3 separate regions of the Mus musculus genome follow, and regions 2 and 3 are each linked to region 1. The links are chromatin contacts, called in public Hi-C maps. All regions are on one chromosome and are shown on one strand. The core of a region is the stretch at or near the end of the contact, and the rest is flanking DNA. Distances in the headings are between cores, read along the strand shown.

What was found. A called contact is a pair of places that touch in the nucleus more often than the background predicts.
Region 2: a contact with region 1 is called in a Hi-C map of CD8 T cells, with 12 times the contacts expected there. The contact joins the promoter of Camk2d here to the promoter of Usp53 in region 1. A contact is called at or near these places in 1 of 39 promoter capture datasets (pre-B cells) and 2 of 484 Hi-C or Micro-C datasets (CD8 T cells and regulatory T cells).
Region 3: a contact with region 1 is called in a Hi-C map of CD8 T cells, with 8 times the contacts expected there. The contact joins the promoter of Zgrf1 here to the promoter of Usp53 in region 1. A contact is called at or near these places in 2 of 484 Hi-C or Micro-C datasets (CD4 T cells and CD8 T cells).

Annotation. Positions count from the first base shown.
Region 1 is chr3:122,983,146-122,985,845 of GRCm38.p6, forward strand. It overlaps Usp53 (ubiquitin specific peptidase 53), which reads right to left and starts at 1,302. Exons shown (of 16, transcript NM_133857.3): 1 at 1,137-1,302.
Region 2 is chr3:126,595,290-126,598,235 of GRCm38.p6, forward strand. Camk2d (calcium/calmodulin-dependent protein kinase II, delta) reads left to right here and starts at 1,662. Exons shown (of 21, transcript NM_001346635.1): 1 at 1,662-2,215. The coding sequence starts at 2,151.
Region 3 is chr3:127,552,007-127,554,822 of GRCm38.p6, forward strand. Zgrf1 (zinc finger, GRF-type containing 1) reads left to right here and starts at 1,483. Exons shown (of 26, transcript NM_197997.2): 1 at 1,483-1,649. It overlaps Larp7 (La ribonucleoprotein domain family, member 7), which reads right to left and starts at 1,343. Exons shown (of 13, transcript NM_138593.2): 1 at 1,177-1,343.

The DNA of each region.
Region 1 (2,700 bases), core at 52-2,551:
CTGTTAGTGCCACGTATCATGAGTTCGATAGACAACTTTATAAATAAAAAAAAAAATCCTAAGGAAAAGGCTTGTTTGGAGGGTCTCTTGTTTTTTATCCTTTGGGAAAAATACTTAATACATTGATTCGATTTACAAACTAAACAAATCACTTCTGTAAGTTTATAGCAAGTTGTCCAAAGGAGCTCACTTTAAAAGTCTCTAAAAGATAAGTCAAAAACCTTATTTTCCATACAACTCTTGCCCGCAGAAAATCTATTAGGAATTCTTCTGACAATAGCAGATAAATCACACATTACTTTTGAAGACCCTTTCTTCACTATTTTTTTTTTCCTTTTTTCTTTAACAGAATAGGATGAGGGATCTCTGCCTCGACCATCATCGACACAGAATTGAAAACAACAGAAAATAAAACTGACAAGTTATCAATGTCACCAATCCATTCTATCATAACTTCGTGTCAGCACTGGCTCCACCTTTTAAAGGTGAAAATCAGCGTGCCTGGTCTTAAACAAGCTCCAGGGCTCACCACAGAGAACTTAGGTTTACTGCCCATGTACCTCAAAAGTAGCCTTGAAAATATATTTGGAGGAAAGAATATGTTTCCAGCTATGGAAGACCGCAAGCAGATAAGGACGTGCAGTACGTTTTTGCAAGCATTTATCGGGATCTGCACGGAGAAAACAAACCCCAGGAGAATAACAAAACCTCAAAACAGGCTCAGATTGCAGGGCTTCACATCCTCCCGGTTACACCTGCGCAGGCACTTCCTGTTCCCCCGCGCCGCCGGCGAGTAGTTTGGTAATTGTACCGTAAACCGCCGTTTAGAAGCTAAACATTAACTCCGTCCGTCTGTCCAGCTACTGAGAAACCAACCAAGCCAAGATTCTATCACATCCAATCCAGTCTGCTCCGCCAAGGAGGAACGCCAATCACGCTGGAGCCCTGGTGAAGGCTCAGTGCTCCGGCAGCTGTGGGGCTGCACCGGGAACCGCAGGAGCCTGGCCAGCGCATCCCGACCCGGCCCAATCCCGCCCTCAGCCTGCGGCCACCCGGGTTAGCGCGCCCGAGCGGGGCCAGGCCGTGGGGACCGAGAGTCCTCCGCCCTCTGCCCAGCGGGGGCTCCCGCGACTCACCCCAAGCTCTACCTCCCGGCGCCGTAGCCCTTCCAGTCCCACTGGCCCGGCTCCGCCTCGCGCCGACACCCACAACGTCGTGACAGGCAAAGCGACACGCACAGGGACAGACGGCCACACCGCCGCTTTCAGCCGCCAGACCCGCGCAGAGCATGCGCGCACGCCCAAGACCCAGGGGCCGGTCTGGGCAGTGACACCTGCGATCAACAGGTCTCTGGACCCCGCCTTCCCCCGCGTCAGGACGCCCCGCCCCCTTGCGCCGGGCCCGCCTCCTCGTCTCGCCCCGCCCCGCCCCGCCCCCGCACGTGAGTTCCCGGCTTTCCCGCGGGTGATGCTCCCTTTCCGAGGGCTTGTGTGAGGCGCGAGATCCCGCGAGAGCAGGGCTCGGGCTTCTGCCCCGACGCGGGGGTGGCGCGCGGGGCGGGCTGTGAGACGGGACGTGGCGGATCGGCGAGCGGCTGCGTGGTGGGCTGGGGACTGCGGCGGATTTCCACGGCAGACGCGGGCGTCCCGCCGTCGTCCGCCTTGGTTGGCGGCTTTGCAGCCTGAGTGCGGATGCGCGGGGATCTGAGCCGGGGTTCTGTGGGTTTCAGCCATTGCTGGGTCGGCACCCCGGCGGTCCCCTTAGGGAGTCGGTACGGTCTGTTTGCAGTTGAATGGTGTCCTTTGGCGCGAATGTATTTTCCCTAAGTGGGGCTTTCGTGACCACTAATAAAACGAACGTCTTCATAACCGCGCTGACCCAGTTAGTATTTGTCAGAAATTTTGGCAGCATCCTCTCCGCGATGTGGAGCAGGTTTTGAGTTGCAAGCTGCTGCTGCTGCGAACCAGACTAGCCTTTGTCTGGGAAACTTTTATTTGGGATGATAATTAAAAGGAAAAACAAAACAAAGGGGGGAAAAAAAAACCTGGCTGATGATTAAGATGACTCAAAAAGGTAGATGTAGGTTTGGAAGACATTTCCAAAGCTGGCGTGAGTCATAAAAGTTGACTTAGATAAACTCAAAGGGGACTCCAGTTTACCTGAAGAAATCGCATGAGGGAGACCCTGCAGGTTGGTGGGTGACATGCAGTGAGGTTATTGTGTTTGACCCGGGATCAGTGAGAATTTATTATGTACCACATAAAAGAAGTAACATGAAGCCATAGACGCCGTCCTCAACATTAACATTAAAACCTCGACGGGAAGGAGCCGGAGAAACCAGCTCTTAGAAATGTAAAGAATTGGCACCATACTGTTTCCTCTCGGGTGCACTCTGTTTTGAGGTGTTGTTTAATATATCTTCTGTCACCTCTTTCCCCTTCAGCTATATTGTGTATTCTCGGATGTATTTTACATGAGTGCCTTAAATATGTCTTAAAAATAGACCAAGGAACAAGCAGTCCAGGTTTAGTTATGTTAATGTCCTACTCTTGACGTAACAAGATCTGAACGCCTTGTTCCCCCAGGAAAAAAAAAAAATGGTAGTTAGGAAGGTCACAGTGTGGTTGTATTAACTCAGAATTACTGTTCCTCGATGTGAGGTGAATGTTGGGGGTTAGATTCAAACAGTCCCTGGGTGAG
Region 2 (2,946 bases), core at 412-2,911, 3.6 Mb after region 1:
CACAATGACAACTGAACAGCAGAGGCCCCCAGGTAGGAACAATACAAGACAAAGCGGGACGTGTGCTGATCCCACGTGCTTGGCAACGTCAAAAATCAGCACTAGGAATCTAGTGCGTGGGCAGAATATCAAATGATGTAAGTAAAATTGAAGGGAAAATTATAGTAAAACAGGCCAGTAAATGACATTTTCATGGGCAAAACAATGCAGACATTGAATGATGACTAAATTCAAAAAGTATTTTCTTGTGTTGAGTGGGAGAGGGCTATTAGAAGTATGAGTAATATTTGCAAAATCTATAACAAAAAAAAGCATTTAAAAATTATATGGCCGTCTGAGTACTTCAGTTCAAAGGCCACTCAGCATTCTTTAGAACAGGGAATAAAAGAACCTGCAAAGTAGTAACTTATAGCCGCCCTAAAAGCATGTACAGGCTCCCTAACTGAAAGTTATCTATCATCTTCCCACTGTGAAATTTTAAGTGCACGATGTGATTCTAAGCACGAGCACATAAGCAATAGAAATGCAGGATTTTATGGTTTCCTGCTGTAGAACAAAAAGCAACAGTCTGAAGAAAATTTTTTAAAAGTTCATGATGCGTCTCTATTTTCCGTAGGCCTCTAAATCTGCAATTGCCTCGTTTATTAAAGACTCAGAAGTGAAAAGAAGGCTCAGAAATGATCTTAGCCACCACTTACACCTTAACCCATCTTACATGCTAATTTTTTTTCTCCATGCTAATTTTTAAGCAACAGTGTCAGATATGCTTAACTGTACACACGTTCTTGAACTCTTAAATGGTTTTCCAGATAGCCACTGAGGGAGTACACTCCTGTGCCCCTACTTGGCCTGCTCTTTGAGAATGCAGGTAAAGAACTCCCACCCTCCCTCTCCCTTCTCCCTCGGCAACGCGAAACAGGCTAGGCACGCTCACGTGACGCTAATGACGTCAGCCCCCTCTGGGTCGCGTGACCCACAGCCAACCTTCCTACCGCCCCACCCCCTCGCCACTGGCGTGGGACATCTCGCGAGAAGCCTTCTTACTATCAGAACTTGCTGAGGTTACAGGGGAGTTACTCTGGAGAGGAAGGAAGGTGTGGCAGAGTGGTGCACTTTTGGGTTTCATTATGTTAGAGTTTATGATCAAGCAAATGCTTATGGGGATCGCCCTAGTCGGGAAAAGGGGAGAGAAGGGCGAAGACGTGACAGTAAAAACTGAAGCGAAACGTGGTGCCCTGACCATCTTTGCCCCTAGCTAAGGGACAGCCGGGCGCAGCAGAGGTGGCCAAGGCTGGCAGCCCCAGGCAGTAGCTGCGAGCCGGGGGACGTTGGACCCGGGTCTGGGAGCAGTAAACGCGAACCGCGCCCAGATGCAAGGGTTGCTTCCCTCTCTCGGCTTCCCCGGCCTCGCGGCCATCCCGCCCGGGTAGAGGCATCCGGGTTGTGGGAGCTTCGAGTGGTCTCTCATCTTTCCGCCCTTCGTGGGTCACTGCGACATCTCAGTCCCGTCCCCTTAAGCGCGCTCCCTGCTGCTCCGCGCATCTCCCTTCGGTCTCCCTAGACGGCTGCGGGAGAGCAGCCCGAAGGGACGCGGCTGGAGTCGCTAGAGGGAGGTGTGGGGCCGCCGAGGAGGGGGCTTCGCTGGGCGGGGAGAGGAGGGAGGAGGCGCCGGGGAGGAGCCGCGGCTGCCAGCTTCGCCCGAGCCGAGCGAGCGCACTCTGTCGCCCCGCGGGTTCCCAGCCTTGCGGCCCCGTGGAGAGGAGGGAGCGCGGGCCACCAGCGCCTCCTCTGCCCGCTGGAACGACCGGCTGGGTGTTCACTCGGCCGCTGCCGCCCGCCACTCCGGGCGCTGCGTTGAGCTCTCCGTGCGGCCTCGGTGACCGCGGCAACCCCTCCTGACACCTCTCCCCCGCCCCTTCGGGAGCCCTCGGCCCGGCCACCGCGGCGGGAGGAGGAGAGGACAAGGGATCGCGGAGCGGGCTGGTCTGGCCACCTCGCCCCGCGCGCCCCGCCCCTGCGCGCACTCCCTCGCCGGCGAGCTACTTTCGGACACGGAAAGTGAGGGCGGCCCCGGGTGACAGCGCGGCGGCGCCAGTCCCGGGAAGCCAGGTCTGTTCGCGTGTCGCCCGTCGCACTGTCCAGACCCCGCCATGGCTTCGACCACCACCTGCACCCGGTTCACCGACGAGTATCAGCTCTTTGAGGAGCTCGGAAAGTAAGCGTCCCTGCCTGGCATCTCCTCCTCCCCACGACCCCTCGTCTCCCTCGTGGGGATAGAGAGCCTGCGGGCCGAGGCGGGGAGACGGACCCTGGCTTGGTGCGGGTGGGGCACACAGGGAAGGAAACCTTTGCCCTACTGTGGCGGGTGCTCCGAATTCCCAGCCCATCTTCTCGGGTCCTCCACCTCTCCACGGGGGACTTAGTGAATTTATGATCTCTGCAGTTGTAGCTGTCATCCTGAGAAGTGTGCGCGCACGCGAGTGCGAATGTGTGTGTATGTGTGTTCGGAGAGGAAAGGAGATGCATGTAAAATGCAACATTTATCACATTTTTGGTAAATAGATGTCTCTTGCTCAGCCCGCGCTGTATCTGCGATCTGACCCAGGTTCGGATGAGCTAACGAGAGAACACTCGCTCTCTGAGATGGTGCCATATTTATCGATGCCGAAAGTTCAACTTGGCTTGGTGGAGAGTCTGGTTCGGCATCCAAGTAGTTGTTCCGTTCAGGAAAAGGGCCACCCAACAGAACCCACGTCCCTGCCATGTATCCGCTATCCTTCTTTGCACTAAGATGAGTCGCTCACCATCATTCTAGGATTTAGGTGTACATCGTCTCTGAGAGGATTTATTTATCCAGGCAGAGGAAAGCCCTAGAGCCCGAGAGAGCGTTTCCCCAGGGTAGCCTAGCTTGTGTAAAACGACCTCCTCCACTGAAGTGGCAGGACT
Region 3 (2,816 bases), core at 233-2,732, 4.6 Mb after region 1:
TGCGTCACCACTGCCTGGGCTGTCCCAGGAATTCTTCATCTGACCTCCCTGACACTTCTGGGAGTTTAAAGACATCTTAGGAATCCATGAGATGTTATAAGACAAACTTTTAAACAAAAGGTAAAATCATGCTTATACAAATATAAAGGAATATGGTAAATTTAAGTGGAACTAGTCTGTTTAAAGGAGAAAAGACCAGATCAATATGCAGCATAAAGTCAAAATGAATGTTAACATATACTGGTCAGGGGCAATGATTGGGCAAACATGGTTTTCATCTTTATGTTTTCAACAAGTTACAAAGTTGCAACACTGCCCAAAGACAGTGAATGTCACAGATAATCTGGAAGTAAGCTGTGCTAGATGTAAAGCAAAAGACCATTTTTTTTTTTTTAAATTTTAAATCAAAGGTTTTGTTTGTAAAATCACATACAAAATGTTTCCACAGGTACATGTAAAATTTTCAAAGGAACTCGACAATAATATTTTCCAGGCTTTAAACAAAAAGAAGAGTACCCAAAAGATTGAGAACCAAAGTTGTAGTCACGGCAAACCCTTTAGCGGTCTGGAACTTTGCTCCAAATAATCTTTTAGTGTGAATGTTTTATGAAGTCATTCGGTTTCCCACCACCGCCCGGCTTCGAAAGACTACTAAAAGGCAGTCTTACTTCTTGAGGATTTCCATTCTCAATGAACTCTCCACTCATATTTCTCCTTAATTTCTCATAAACGCACTCAGAACTTAAATTCATTACTGTTAGCCCCTTCTACAACGGCTTTTTCTATAGAGGGACTAGCAAAAAGAAAAGACTGAACTTTAGAATGCAAGTTCTCACAACTGATGTCCTTTGGGAAGACAACCTGCCTAACACCCACAGTTCCTCTGAGCAACCCTACTTCCGCACAGACTCCCCCCCCCCCCCCCCCCCGCAGCCGGGCGTGCCCCAAACACCCCAACCCCAAGCTCGGCCCGCCCCCTCTGTACTGAGCTCCGAATAGCAGGGGCCGCCAGGGAACTGCGCGTGCGCACAACGCACGGCGCCAAACCAACGGCACAGTGGCGACGGGGGCGGGGTGAGGCGGACCGCGGATGGAGGGTGGCCCTCAGGAGACCCGACTGAGAGGAGTTCCCACCTCTACGGGTCTGAGAGGCTCTGCAGGCCAGTAGTGACTTACTCCGTGCTCGTCCCCAGATCCACGGTCAGCGCTTGTGTTCTCCCACGCTTTCCTTCTCCCGACCCCTGCGGTCGGCGGAAATTTGCGTCATTCGAGTAGCGACGCGCTTCTCTCAGCCCGCTACGGAAAGACGGGTCCGAGGCCCAGGGTTCGTTGCTGACGTCATAGGCGGAGCATCTCGGGGGCGGGAGCCACGCGGTGACTGCGCTGGCACGCGGAGTTCCATTGGTGGTTTGCGAACGGCGGCGGGCGGGGCCTCCGCGGTACCGTCCCTGCTTGATGACGTCACTTAAGTTGGCGGGAGAAATTAGAAAGTGGAGTTTATGTCATTGAGCCGGTGAAGTGGAGACTTTTCTCTCCCGTGTTCTAGGCAAGAAGGGTGGACAGACCGGGCGACTTGGCGCGGTTGGGAGAGCACTGGACACTGACTCGCCTCCACGGAAGCGACCCACGAGGCGCCGTTAGAGTGCCGGGTGAGGCGGTCACCATAGCGGCCCATCCCGGTTGTGGGTGTTTTAGGGGCTGACATAGGACCAAGGGGGCCATTATTATTTAGTGATACAAAACCTTGAAGTGTCAAGGCTTGGCAAGTGAAGCTATGTTTCTTTTAGGGATCTGTACTGTTCCTTGTGGTTTAGCAGGCCGTTCGTGGTTTGGAAACTTTCCTGGTTTGAGCGGTGCTGTTCTGAGCTATTGTGACAGTTTTTCATCACTGCAGAGGGCCAGATAGAAACTGTTGTTGGGCTCCAGAGCTGGACTTCCTAACGTAATAGATCAAGAATAGGACCTAAAAGAATAGGACCTAAAATGTTCATTGCTAACTAATTGTCAGGTCATGTCCCTGGAACCACTTGAAGATATGTGTGCTTATGTGTGCTGCTTTTGCATCTGTATTCAGTTCACCATCGACGATTTCAAGATTTCAAAATTTGACCTTATAGTTAACATGGTAGTTACAGTGGCTGCTGCAGCACTGTCCAAGAGATTTTTCTTCCTGGGTGTGGTGGCATATTGCTTGTAATATCCCAGCTATTTCCAGAGGCTAGGACGGGATTGTGCAATATGGTCAGATCCTATTTTAAACAAACATAAAGGACTGGATGCATGTAAGCACTATTACCTAGTTTACATATAGTCCCTTTTGTCAGCCCCTAGCACTGGGTAAAAGAAAGAACAAAATTTTCCTTGCAGAGGAATTATATATTGTATATTTGGCTCTAGGATGTTGTGCTATATTGACTAGGGTATATAGTCAACCCTCTGTACCTGTAATTTCTGGATCTGTATTCAGCCAGTTATAGATGGGAAATAGAAAAAAGTTGTTAGTACTGAGCATACAGATTTTTAAATTATCATTTTTATTTCTTCCTTTTAGACAGTGTCTATCTATGTAGTTAGTCCTGACTGTCCTGGAGCCCTATAGGTAGACAGGCAACCAGGCTGCCTTGAAGTCACAGATCCACCTGACTGTGCATCCTGTGCACTGGAATCAAAGTTGTGTTCCACCAAGTCAGGCTTGTTACCATTTCTTGAACAATGCAGTTTAATCACTGTTTGCATATCATTTACAACCTACTAGGTACAAGTAATCTAGAGATAACTTATTTATGTTAGAAAATATGTGCATGCTCCTATTATAT